2 separate regions of the Mus musculus genome follow, and region 1 is linked to region 2. The links are chromatin contacts, called in public HiChIP or PLAC-seq maps. All regions are on one chromosome and are shown on one strand. Each heading gives the region's core, a stretch centred on a gene start, on an enhancer-like site or on the middle of the called end of the contact. The rest is flanking DNA. Distances are from core to core; before and after follow the strand shown.

Region 1 (5,861 bases), core at 390-2,889, 210 kb after region 2:
TGGTACCAGGGATGGACACAGAGCCCTGGCCTACATCTAACTCCACGTAAGTAGGACGGCGGCCCAAACGCACTGCGTAGTTGAGTAGCAGTCGACACACAGTGGACTTGCCCACATCAGTAGGACCTACTACCATCACTCGGGGACCTCTCTCTTCTTCCTTTTCTGCCTGCCTCCGCATCTGCTCCAAGGCTGTATGAGTGTTGAGGTAAAGCAACATAGGGGTGTCCTTAGAGACATAAGCCACCTCAGTCCGGCCACTCAACTGCAGAGAACAGCCATGCCAAGTGAAAACAGCCACCTTGGCACCAGCATCAAAAGTGAATTTCTTGTTTCTGGTCAGCTCTGTGCCAAAGATCTCCGCCATGCCAGCCAACAACTCCAACTGAACCGATTGAGAGGCCTCCACCTCAAATCGAAGCTCTGTTTCTCGCTCTAGTTCAAACTTAGTCGTTGGCTTCTTGTCATCATTGGATTCCTCGCTCATCTTTCCAGTAAAGCTGACGTGCCTAGGACCCAAATTAAACATTTGATTAAATCACCACATCAGGCCACTATTCAAAAAAATCTTCCACTGGTTTAGTCCCTTTATCTTTTTCTGCAGTTCTTATTGCTGCCAGACTCACTGTTTACAGCCAGTCTCTCCACAACCAGAAGCTAAAGGTGTTTTGTTTTGTTTTGTTTGTTTCTCTGTGTAGCCCTAGCTGTCCCGGAATGCTCTGTAGACCAGGCTGCCCTGGAACTCAGAAATCCACCTGCCTCTGCCTCCCAAGTGCTGGGATTAAACACGTGCGCCTCCACTATCCAGCAGTAAAGGTATTTTTGTTTGCTCCTGGGCCTCTGGTAGGTGGAATAGTAACACACCTCAACAAAAAGTAAGAGTGAATGACTAGGACATAAAAAGAAAACTACCTACCGATGTAACTAACAGGAGATTTGAATTGCATAGTCTTTCCTCCATCACTCTATTGGAAAACAAAGTAACACATGCCCATTGTCCAGCTCCCTTAGCCAACACGAAACAAGCTCTGAATCGTATGCAAAGAACAGGACACTGGGTGCAGACTCAGAAAACAGTTGCATGTCCAACTCTGGGACTACTAGTAGTTACTTACTATAATCCAACGACTTAATACCTGAACCAACTCCCCAGCTGCTATATGGTGGGCTTTTACACGTCCTCTTGTAACGGTGCTGGGCCGGGAATAACAAGGACCACAGTTGGAAAAACAAAACATTGTAAATTAGAAACTACTGCCGGGCAGTGGTGGCACACGCCTTTTAGTCCTTGCACTTGAAAGGCGGAGGCAGAGGCAGGTGGATTTCTGAGTTCCAGGACAGCCAGGGTTACACATAGAAACCCTGTCTCGAAATAACAACAACAAACAAACAACAAACTACCAAAGAAATTTAAATTACTATTTCTAATTCTGAACCACAATTCTGGGTCTAGTTAGCTCCGACACCAAAATCTGCCGGGGCTTCTCAAAGGTAATTGGGATCCTTAAGCCTTACCTATACGGGCACGGACTCAAAACCAGCTTCACAGAAACCTGGGACCTCTGGAAACCTCCGACCTCAGCAAACCTCGGACCTCAGCAAACCACGAATAACGTTCACCTAAATACTAGCCGGAAAGCAAAGGCGGTTCCGCAATTGCGCAGTAGTAGAAGACGCGATCGCGTGATGCATCTTGGGACCTGTAGTTTGGAGTGAGTGAGCGCGCGTCGCCGCTTGGCCCTCTGGGAAATATAGTTCAAGGATTGTTCGGTGACCCGCGGAGGTGGGCGGGGCAGCGCCGTCACTTTGTGTGGGAAGACGACCGGAGGCGGAGAGGAGAAGTTGCTGGTTCGCCCTCGGGAGGGAGGTGGTTATAGGGTCTCTCCCTATCTGCTGTCCAGGAAAGCTAAGGGCGACCAGAAAGGGAGAGGCATTGCATCACTGTCTAGATCAGAGCTCTGCTCGACTAGACCACAAGCCAAAAAGTGGGGAAGTTAGCCTAAGCCGGAGACCCAGGCAGCTGGAAAGTGGCAGAAACACGCGCACGCGCACGCGAACACACACACATCAGGTCAAGCAGTACCCATTTGAGTCTATGCGGAACTGGCACATAGAAGAAACAAAGTGTAATTCTCCCTCTCTCCCTGCCCCCACCCCCACCTCCTCTGTATGCTCAAGGTGCCAACCTGGCACTCCATGAGATTCTCCTGCCTCTGATCTGACTTCTGGGATTTACAGACTTAAGCCAATAACCAGGCTGATTTTTTTACTTTAGTAAATATAGAATAAAAGTCCTATGATTTCTTTCGTTTATCTTATGAATCAGTCATTATCCAACAACTTCTGCCAGATTCTAAACTGTTTCTCTATGCACATCTGACAGTTATTCAAAATCGTTGACACCACTGCTAACTGGTTCCACGCCTATAATCCACTTCATGAGTATGGCCTTTGGAAACTTATATTATTTTACTGCCTGACAGGCTCCCTTTCCCTGAGACATCTCTTGTCTATAAAATGGGAATAATAACAGTATTCAACCTCCTAAAGTTGTTTTGAAGATTAGATGAGACATATGTGCTAAGCACAATGCCTATAATATAGAAAGTATCTGATGTTAGCCTTAAGTTTTTATTATAGACTGGGGAGACTATAATATCTGTTTATACATTTTTCAAAGTAGTTCCAGGTGTCTGTGTCACTGTACCCAACAAGCCGGGCAGTGGTGGCGCACGCCTTTAATCCCAGCACTTGGAAGGCAGAGGCAGTCGGATTTCTGAGTTCAAGGCCAGCCTGGTCTACAAAGTGAGTTCTAGGACAACCAGGGCTATACAGAGAAACCCTGTCTCGAAAAAAAAACAAAAAAACAAAAAAAAAAAAATACCCAACAAACCCAGGTAGGTATAACATCTCCAATTTCATCTGAGGAGAAAACTAGGCTAATCAGTGACATTTGCTCAAGAACTCAGTTATTAGTAGAGGTAGACTTTTGTTGTTTTTGTTGCTACTACTGCTGCTGCTGTTTTAAGACAGTGTCTTCACTGTTCTGGCTGTCTTGGAACTCACTACATACACCAGACTGGCCTCAAACAGAGATCCACTTGCCTCTGCCCCCAGAGTACTGGATTTAAAAACATTAAAGGTGGATTTAAAGGCTTAAAGGTAGATCTTTTTTTTTTTCTTTTTTTTTTTCTTTTTTTTTTTTTTTTTGATGGTTCATTTCTTTTTTTTTTTTGGTTTTTCGAGACAGGGTTTCTGTGTAGCCCTGGCTGTCCTGGAACTCACTCTGTAGACCAGGCTGACCTTGAACTCAGAAATCCTCCTGTCTCTGCCTCCCAAGTGCTGGGATTAAAGGCGTATGCCACCACGCCTGGCAAGGGTTCATTTCTTTTGCCAACTTAATTGAATCAGTCCTTGGACACCAAGGGTGGTGCAACTTTGGGTGTATCTGTGAAAGGATTTCAGAAAAATGCAACTGAAGAGGAAGATTTGCCTTGAATGTGGACAGCTCCATTTCATGGCCTGAGGTCCTGGACTGAATCAGAAGAGGAAAAGGAAAGGCCACTTAAGGACCTACATTCCAGCCGGGTGGTGGTGGTGGTGCACGCCTTTAATCCCAGCACTTGGGAGGCAGAAGCAGGTGGATTTCTGAGTTCGAGGCCAGCTTAGTCTACAGAGTGAGTTCCAGGATAGCCAGGGCTACACAGAGAAACCCTGTCTCGAAAAACAAAACAAAACAAAACAAAACAAAAAAAGGACCCACATTCCTCTCTGTCTACTTCCTGATCTGGCCAGACGTAAGCAAGTTTTCACCACCATAGCTGCATGCCATTGCCACTGCCATGTCTTCCCCGTGTTGACTGACTCTGTCTCCCGAACCATTCATCAAGATAAAAACCTCCTTTCAGTTGCTTTTTGTCAAACATTTGATTATAGCAACGAGAGAATCATAACTAAAACATTTAAACCAAGAGCTTAGGGGGCCGGATCAGTTTCTAATAATGGGCAAACAATTACACAGTGTTAGCTGTTAGGTGTTGTTCCATGGCTGTATGGGTATATATTCATTTAATCCCAGGTAGAATCCTATGTTGTAGTTATAACTGTAACCTCCATTTTACAGGTTTTCTGGGTTTCTTTTTTAAGATGTATGTGTGTGAGTGTTTTGCCTGTGTGTATATATGTGGACCACGCTCATACTTGGCACCTGCAGAAGTCAGAAGATGATGGAGCACTGGATGTTTGTGAGCAGGCCATGTGGCAATCAAATCCAGGACCTCTGCAAGAGCAACAAGTGCCCTTAACCCATGAGCCAACTCTTCAGCTACTCCACCCAACCCACACTGTTTGTTTGTGATTTGGGGTTGTTTGTTTGTTTCAGTTTTTCAAGAAAGGGTTTCTCTGTGTAGCCCTGGCTTTCCTGGAACTCATTCCATAGACCAGGCTGGCCTTGAACTCAGAGATCCATCTTCTCTGCCTCTGCCTCTTGAATGTTGGACCTAAAGGTGTGAACCACAACTGCCCCACATATTTTTATGTAGAAGAGTGTTTTGTCCACAAGTATGTGTGTGCATTGTGTGCATGCCTGATGCGCTTCTAGATCAGAAGAGGCCTGATTTCCTGGAACTGGAGTTACCAATAACTGTGAGCTGCAATTGCTAAGCCATCTTTCCAACCCTTGTTTGGTTTTTAAAGCAGGTGAATACTTTGTTCATCCTTGCCCACATGATGAATTTGAACTGAGAGATCAGGGGAACTTTCTGGTCTACCTTTCTCTTGCTGGTCTTACCTAGCACTCAGTTTTCAGGCAGGTAGTTGTCACCTCTCACAGTTTTCTTTGGAGATGTGATTTAGTTACGCCATTCATTCACCATGCAGGCATTAGCTTTTCAACGAACTATTCGGCATAGGCTGATCCTTTTTCATTCTTCAGAATTTTAGCTCTAGACTTCCATTAGCAAGCATGTAGCCTAATCCTTTTTCTTCGGAACTCACTCTTCCCAGTCTGGTTCTTTGCTTCCACTTTCAATGCGTCCCAGTTACCTGAAAGGCATCTTTCCTCAGATAGTGTATAACCATCTCATCTTTCCTCAGATAGTGTATAACCATCTCAAGCTGAAATCAGCAAGAGCCCTCTCCTCCCTTTGAGATTGCTCTCCACTTGACTTCTTTTTTTTCTTTTTTTTTTTTTTCTTCTTTTTTTTTGATTTTTCAAGGCAGGATTTCTCCATGTAGCCATGGCTGTTCTGGAACTCTCTCTGTAGACCAGGCTGGCCTCGATCTCAGAAATCCACCTGCCTCTGCCTCCCGAGTGCTGGAATTAAAGGCGTGTACCACCACCACACTCTGCTCCACTTCACTTCTTAAATACAGAAAAAGGACGGTATACAAGCCATTTGAGTGTGCTTGTTGCCTGCACTCTCTTCATTTCCAATCTCACCAGGCACTCTGGCAGTCTGCCTGCACCCGACCCCCGTAGGACACCCCATCACTCTGTCCTGTGTCCTGGTCCTTCTCTACAGCTAAACCTTTGATAGTTTTGTTTCTTTGTTGATTTAAGTTTATGAACATCCCTTTTGCTTCCAGCTCTAATTCTACAGCCTAGAGGCTGTTCTCTGCTTTTCCTCAAGCCTGGACCCTCAAAGTCATCTTCCTCTTATCCTTCTTTTCTTTTTCCTTTGTTGGGCTCATCATGCTGCGTGTCATGGTGATGATGTGGGGGTGGCAATGTGCCACAGTGCAGAGGCCAGAGGACAACGCTTTGGAGTGGACCCTGTCCTTTGACCTTGACAGAGATTCTGTCTGGGGACTGATCTCAGGTTTTCAGTCAGGCTTTTGGAAAGCAAGTGCATTTACCTGCT
Region 2 (5,196 bases), core at 800-3,299:
CAGCTAATAGGTGCAGAACAGGCTCCCCCGTTTTTGTGAAGATATATATGAACACAGAAAGTGTTCCTTTTCTGTGTAATAAGCAGCAGACAGAGCCCTCAAAGCCTACAAAGCCAGCAATCATATTGTCTGTCCCTTTATAGAAGAAATCTGACCATCTTGCGTTTGATTCCTTTGTATCTCTCATAGGAGTTGAACAATGTATTTTAGTATGCTGACTCCAAAATTCCAAATTTGAAAGGTTGGGGAGATGTCAATTATAATTTTGTTTTATGAGGCCTGAAAGTTTAAGTCAGCAAATGTCACATCACTAAGAAGGCCTTTGTTATTCACCAAATATCAGAATTGCTTTCAAAGAATTTACCACCATTAGATACTCTTATATAGTTATAGCCGCTCTGTTCCTTTAACACAAGTGCACATGAATTTCATCAGTTCTGTTTATCACTGTTTTTAGCCTTCCCTTGAATAAAGTGAATGTTCAATAACACTTAATGAAATGATGGATGATGGATAGATGGATGGATGGATCCATAGATCCATAGATGGAGGGGAAACTGGAAGACTAATATGGCCAAAATACATTGATTACCCTTAAAATTACCAAAGAATAAATTAAAAATATTGTATAAGTCAAAGTTCCCATGTCCAAAGGAAACCCAATATTGACAAGATCAGGGAATGCCACAAGGAGTGGGGCATTGCTTGTTTCCACTCATCATGAGTTATTAGCAGATTTTAAGTGAATTAGTAATTTCTTGATTCTTCTCCCAAACACTAGACCTCACCGTCCTCTTAAAGGCAAAGCCTGTCAATGGCCAGGCAGAGGGATAGATGGGAGGATGAGAGATTTTTAAAAGATTACATCATGTTTTGCTTATGAATACCAAAATAAGAAGAAAGCTAGAAAAGAATGTGAAACCTTTCTCCTTAGGAGAAAAAAGAGCATGAATGTCTCATGAAATTTTTTATTATGCTTTGTTATAAATCAAAACTACCTCCACAGGATACAGAGATCTTTTCTGTCTCCCCAAGAAACAGTCAGTAAAGTTGTCATTACTCATTATTCCTTTCTTACAATGGATTTGTTTTGGGGGATGTGATACAAGTTTCTGCTTCAAGGTGGGTGTAGGGTCAAGAGCAGAGATTACTCACAGTGCCCGGCTCTGCTGAGTTACAAGAATAGCCTATTGTATTCCGCAGCCCCGGAGTCCTTATCTCTGCTTAAAGAGAACAGAAAATGTGCAACCTTGAAATACAGAGGCCCATTCACTTTTGTAGGTGAAACCAAAAGAGCCTTGTACTGTTTTAGAAATAAATGAAGTCCCAGTTGGCTAGCGGATACCAAGGGAAGACAACAGCCTATTGAAAGGTAAATTCATCCTTTGTACAAATAACCAAACTTGAATACCAAAACTAGTTCGGAACTCACACACCCATTTAAGATGACTCTAAGCTTGGTGTAGTATGTCTCATTCCTTCAGCTGAAAGGTCTAATTGTCTTTGAGACAGCCTATATCTATGATCCTAGAGCCCCGTGTTTTACGTTGTTTCCACTACAGTTCCCTCTCCAGACAGATCCACTCTTCCTGATTAGTGTAGCCTTCAATAAGAAAAGACAATCAATTCTCCGATTCATCACCTAGAATGAATCTCCTCTCTGGAGATTCTGGCTTTAATCATCTCCAGACCCTGCTCTTCCCCACGGCCCCGGCAGTCACAGCACTCCTTTGCTGCCGCATCTTTCCCTGTGGGTAACTTTGTGCTGGTTTGAACCTCTGGGAAAGTCAAATCTACAGGCATGCCTTTCCCCTTTAGAGACTGCCCCCAAAATAAATACAGAGATCTACTTTCCCTCTCAGCCTGCATTCCACAGGCTTTGCTTCTGTTTACACTCGGGAAACTGTTTCCGGGATTTGTCTGGAATAGGCCAGTGTTTGCTCCACGGTTTCAGTAGTCACCTTGTCTCCCTCACGTCAGATAGGCAGGTCAGTCTGGACTCTTAGGTTCTTGAGAGAGTGGAGTGGAAACTTGGCAGAGTACGTACCTGACCGTTGAAAAGAATTGAGACACACCAAACAAGGATGAAAGGGGAAAAGCTTAACGTATTCCACTGTGCCAGGTTAACCTTTGTTCATGGTTTGGCATGTGCCTTGTATGCCTTTCCTACTACGTATGAGGAGAGAAGGAAATGGGAGTGGTTCCAAGGCCAGCCAGGGCGACAATAAAGATAAACACCCGCACACGGCTCACAATTGGACTGTATAATGTGGCAGTGAATGGGGTCACTAGGGAAGAAGCGTGTGATGTCACAGCACAGGTGGGGATGCCAGGCCTTCAGAACGCGTTCATGGCTATGTCCATGGTGTACCCTCTGTCTTCTCTAAGTGCGCTGCCGATCTTTCTATGCCAGGCCTCCACCCCAGATCCCAAAGGCATTTCTTCACACAAACAAATCTCCCTCCTGGCAAGCCTTTGTTTTTACACAATAATTCCTCATGAGGTAGAAAACTAAAGAGGGGCTGGTCTCCTCCCTTTTCTTCTTGGGGTCGTCAGTTCTTTTTTGCTTTATTTTGTTTAATGTTTGTGAGTGTTTGCCTTTCATGCGTACATGCTCACTGTGACTGTGCCTGGTGCCTGCAGAGACCAGTAGAGGGTCCCCTGGAACTGTCTATATAGACAGTCCTGAACTACCATGTGGATGTTGGGAACCAAACTTGGGACCTCTTGCAAGAGCAGCAAGGGCTCTTACTTGCTGAGTTCTCTCTTCAGCTCCAAGTCACTTGTTCCTATTGGCCCTGCCAACTCCTTCACCTCTTGCCCTAAGAAACCCAAGAAAACCTAGGTGTAAAAGCAACTTAACTTTTATTCCCCTGTTATAGCTGTTGTCTGGGAGGCTTACTGCCTCCATCTGCTAATCTAGGCCTAGAATGGTTTCAGCCTCTGAGACTTGCTGCAGAGTAAGGTTCCCCTTTCTGGTTCTTTCTGAACTCTGGCTGGCTGGTTCAACTCAGCTGTTCTGGCTCAAACTCCCCTCCCAGCTGACTGATTTAAACTGGCTTCTCTCTTGGCCTTTGAATTGCCTCAAACTAACTTTTCTCATCATCTGTCTCCTTCTCATTCTCTGGTTCATTCTGTCTTTACCTGTGCCTAGCTTGTTCTCTGTAAAACTCTACCCTGCAAATCCGCCTCCTCCTCCCTCTCTGTACTGCGCCACTCCTCTCTCAACGCTACTGCTCTCCACCAACTCTACTGTATTCCTTCACTGTACTCTCTTCTTCCTCTACTGTCTCTCCCTTAAGTAGCTTCCTGTCTCGTGAAAGTCGGACCTACCTCCGCATTCTGTCAGATCTTTCTCTGATTCACTTTCAAACATGGGTGCTTCCTTCTACAAACTAGCTTGACTTTCATTGTTTGGGATCAAAGGTAAGTGCTAAGGGCTGAGCCACACCCTAACTAGAAACAGGTTCAAGTATCCTGTAACAGCCAGGGATCGGAGGAAGAAGAGTGTGAGAGGTTGATATTCTGAGCACTAGGCCAGAATTGGGTGGAAACAGGGAAGTGGAATCCAGCCAGAGAGCATACCTGGGCAGCCACAACAAAAGGGTGACATTAAAGACAGAACAGACAATTCTTGGGCTAAGGCTTAGGGAACACAGTGGATGAGGAGAAAAATCAGTTCCAAATGACTTAGGAACCCAGATGCCTCACCCTAGGTTTCCCACAAAAAGCAACAGCTGGGATAAGGCACGATGCTGCATATTAGATGGACAAATTGGTACAAATTGGGCTCCTTGTGTGTCATCAGGGAGAAGAAAGGATTGTGGGTCAAATTGCAATGCCCAAATCAAAAATGCTTATCAAGTGGATAACAGGAAAGAAAGAGGAAGAGACAAATCTAGACAACAATGTAGGTGGGAAAATGAGCTTTAACTCTGTACTATATTCTCTCTCTCTCTCTCTCTCTCTCTCTCTCTCTCTCACACACACACACACACACACACACATCTTTTCTACTTTCTCATCTTTTCTACCTGAGCCAACAGCTACTCCATCAGAGAGTCACAGAAGATAGGACGAATGTGTCTGACCAGAAACACCTGCTTACCAGAGCGTTGTGAGCAGCCACGCATTCTATATGAACAACTTAGATGATGGCCCGTGAACCTAAGAACGTCTCTGCAAGATGCCATGGGATGCTGAGTATTTGTGTAGACATAACCCATCGTGTACCTCAGAAGAGCACGGTCGATTCCTGCCTTCCTATGAATATTCATCACACATTCTCTACTTCCTTTGTCCTAAGCTCTTTGACTACATACTTGGTTTCTCTTAATTTCTAGGAGGCTTTCTTGGTAGGTTGGCTGGTAGAGACTGGGTCTCATGTAGTGGAGAACTATCTTGAACTCTTGATTTACAAAGCCTGCGCCACCATGCCTGACTAGGAGAGTTGTTCTCACGTAATGCAAACAACCATAACTCTCTGACAGAAAGACTTTCATTTTGATTCTCATTTGTCTTTGTTTTTTAAGACAAACTTCCTCTGTGTCCCCCTGGCTGTCCTGAAACTCACTCTGCAGAGCAGGAATGGTCTGGACTCATATCATATCCTCTTGCCTCTGCCTCCCAAGTGCCAGTATTGAAGATGTGTGCCACCACTGCCTGACTTCATTCTGATTCTTGAGACACAGAAAACAAAGAGCTATCACATCTCCAGACCACTTTGACATGACTCGGATGTCTGTGACTAGATAGAAAGAGATGGAGCTAAGCCAGAGCAATTCACAGAGAGAAAGAAAAGAAGACACTGCAGATGCCAGGACATAGAGTCAGGAGCAACCACTTTGAGGAAGAAGGCTGCCACACAAAGAAGCATCGAAAGCCAGTCATAATGACAACTCTCCATTGTATCATCAGTGTATCCCAGGAGGTGAAGTTAGCAAGGCAAGCAGTACACCTGGAATTCTCTGAAGTTGTGAAATGTACAGGGCTAAGGCCCGATGGAAAACAAAGGAAGAAGAGTTCAAACAGAGAGCACAGAAGACAGGAGCCAGGTATGGATTCATTTGGGAACCCTGGACTGCTTCAGATTATAAATCTCTTGAAGCAAAAGCAGGGAGCTAAGCATGTAGACACTGTAAGTGGAAAAGTAAGAAGAAGCAAAGCTTGACAGTCGTGAGTTATGGCTCAAGTTTA

Evidence for each region. HiChIP or PLAC-seq counts read pairs in DNA pulled down with a chosen protein or histone mark.
Region 1: a contact with region 2 is called in an HNF4G HiChIP or PLAC-seq map of pancreatic cancer cells. The contact joins the promoter of Clp1 here to the enhancer-like site in region 2. A contact is called at or near these places in 4 of 39 promoter capture datasets (cranial neural crest, frontonasal cranial neural crest, liver and 1 more), 6 of 115 datasets of contacts at active chromatin or transcription factors (bone marrow-derived macrophages, craniofacial prominence, epiblast stem cells and 2 more) and 3 of 9 other capture datasets (adipose tissue, liver and macrophages).

The regions. Positions count from the first base shown.
Region 1 is chr2:84,725,648-84,731,508 of GRCm38.p6, forward strand. It overlaps Clp1 (CLP1, cleavage and polyadenylation factor I subunit), which reads right to left and starts at 1,640. Exons shown (of 3, transcript NM_133840.3): 1 at 1,516-1,640; 2 at 1-509. The coding sequence starts at 487.
Region 2 is chr2:84,517,727-84,522,922 of GRCm38.p6, forward strand. No RefSeq gene overlaps it. Among named protein-coding and RNA genes, the nearest start is that of Gm13710, 13 kb to the left of the region's middle. RefSeq lists an enhancer at 239-3,077. Within about 2 kb of position 2,050, at least 108 of the 459 cell types and tissues checked have an H3K27ac peak or open chromatin away from gene starts, as enhancers often do. A contact at or near this core is called in adipose tissue, craniofacial prominence, liver and 1 more, where this site is marked.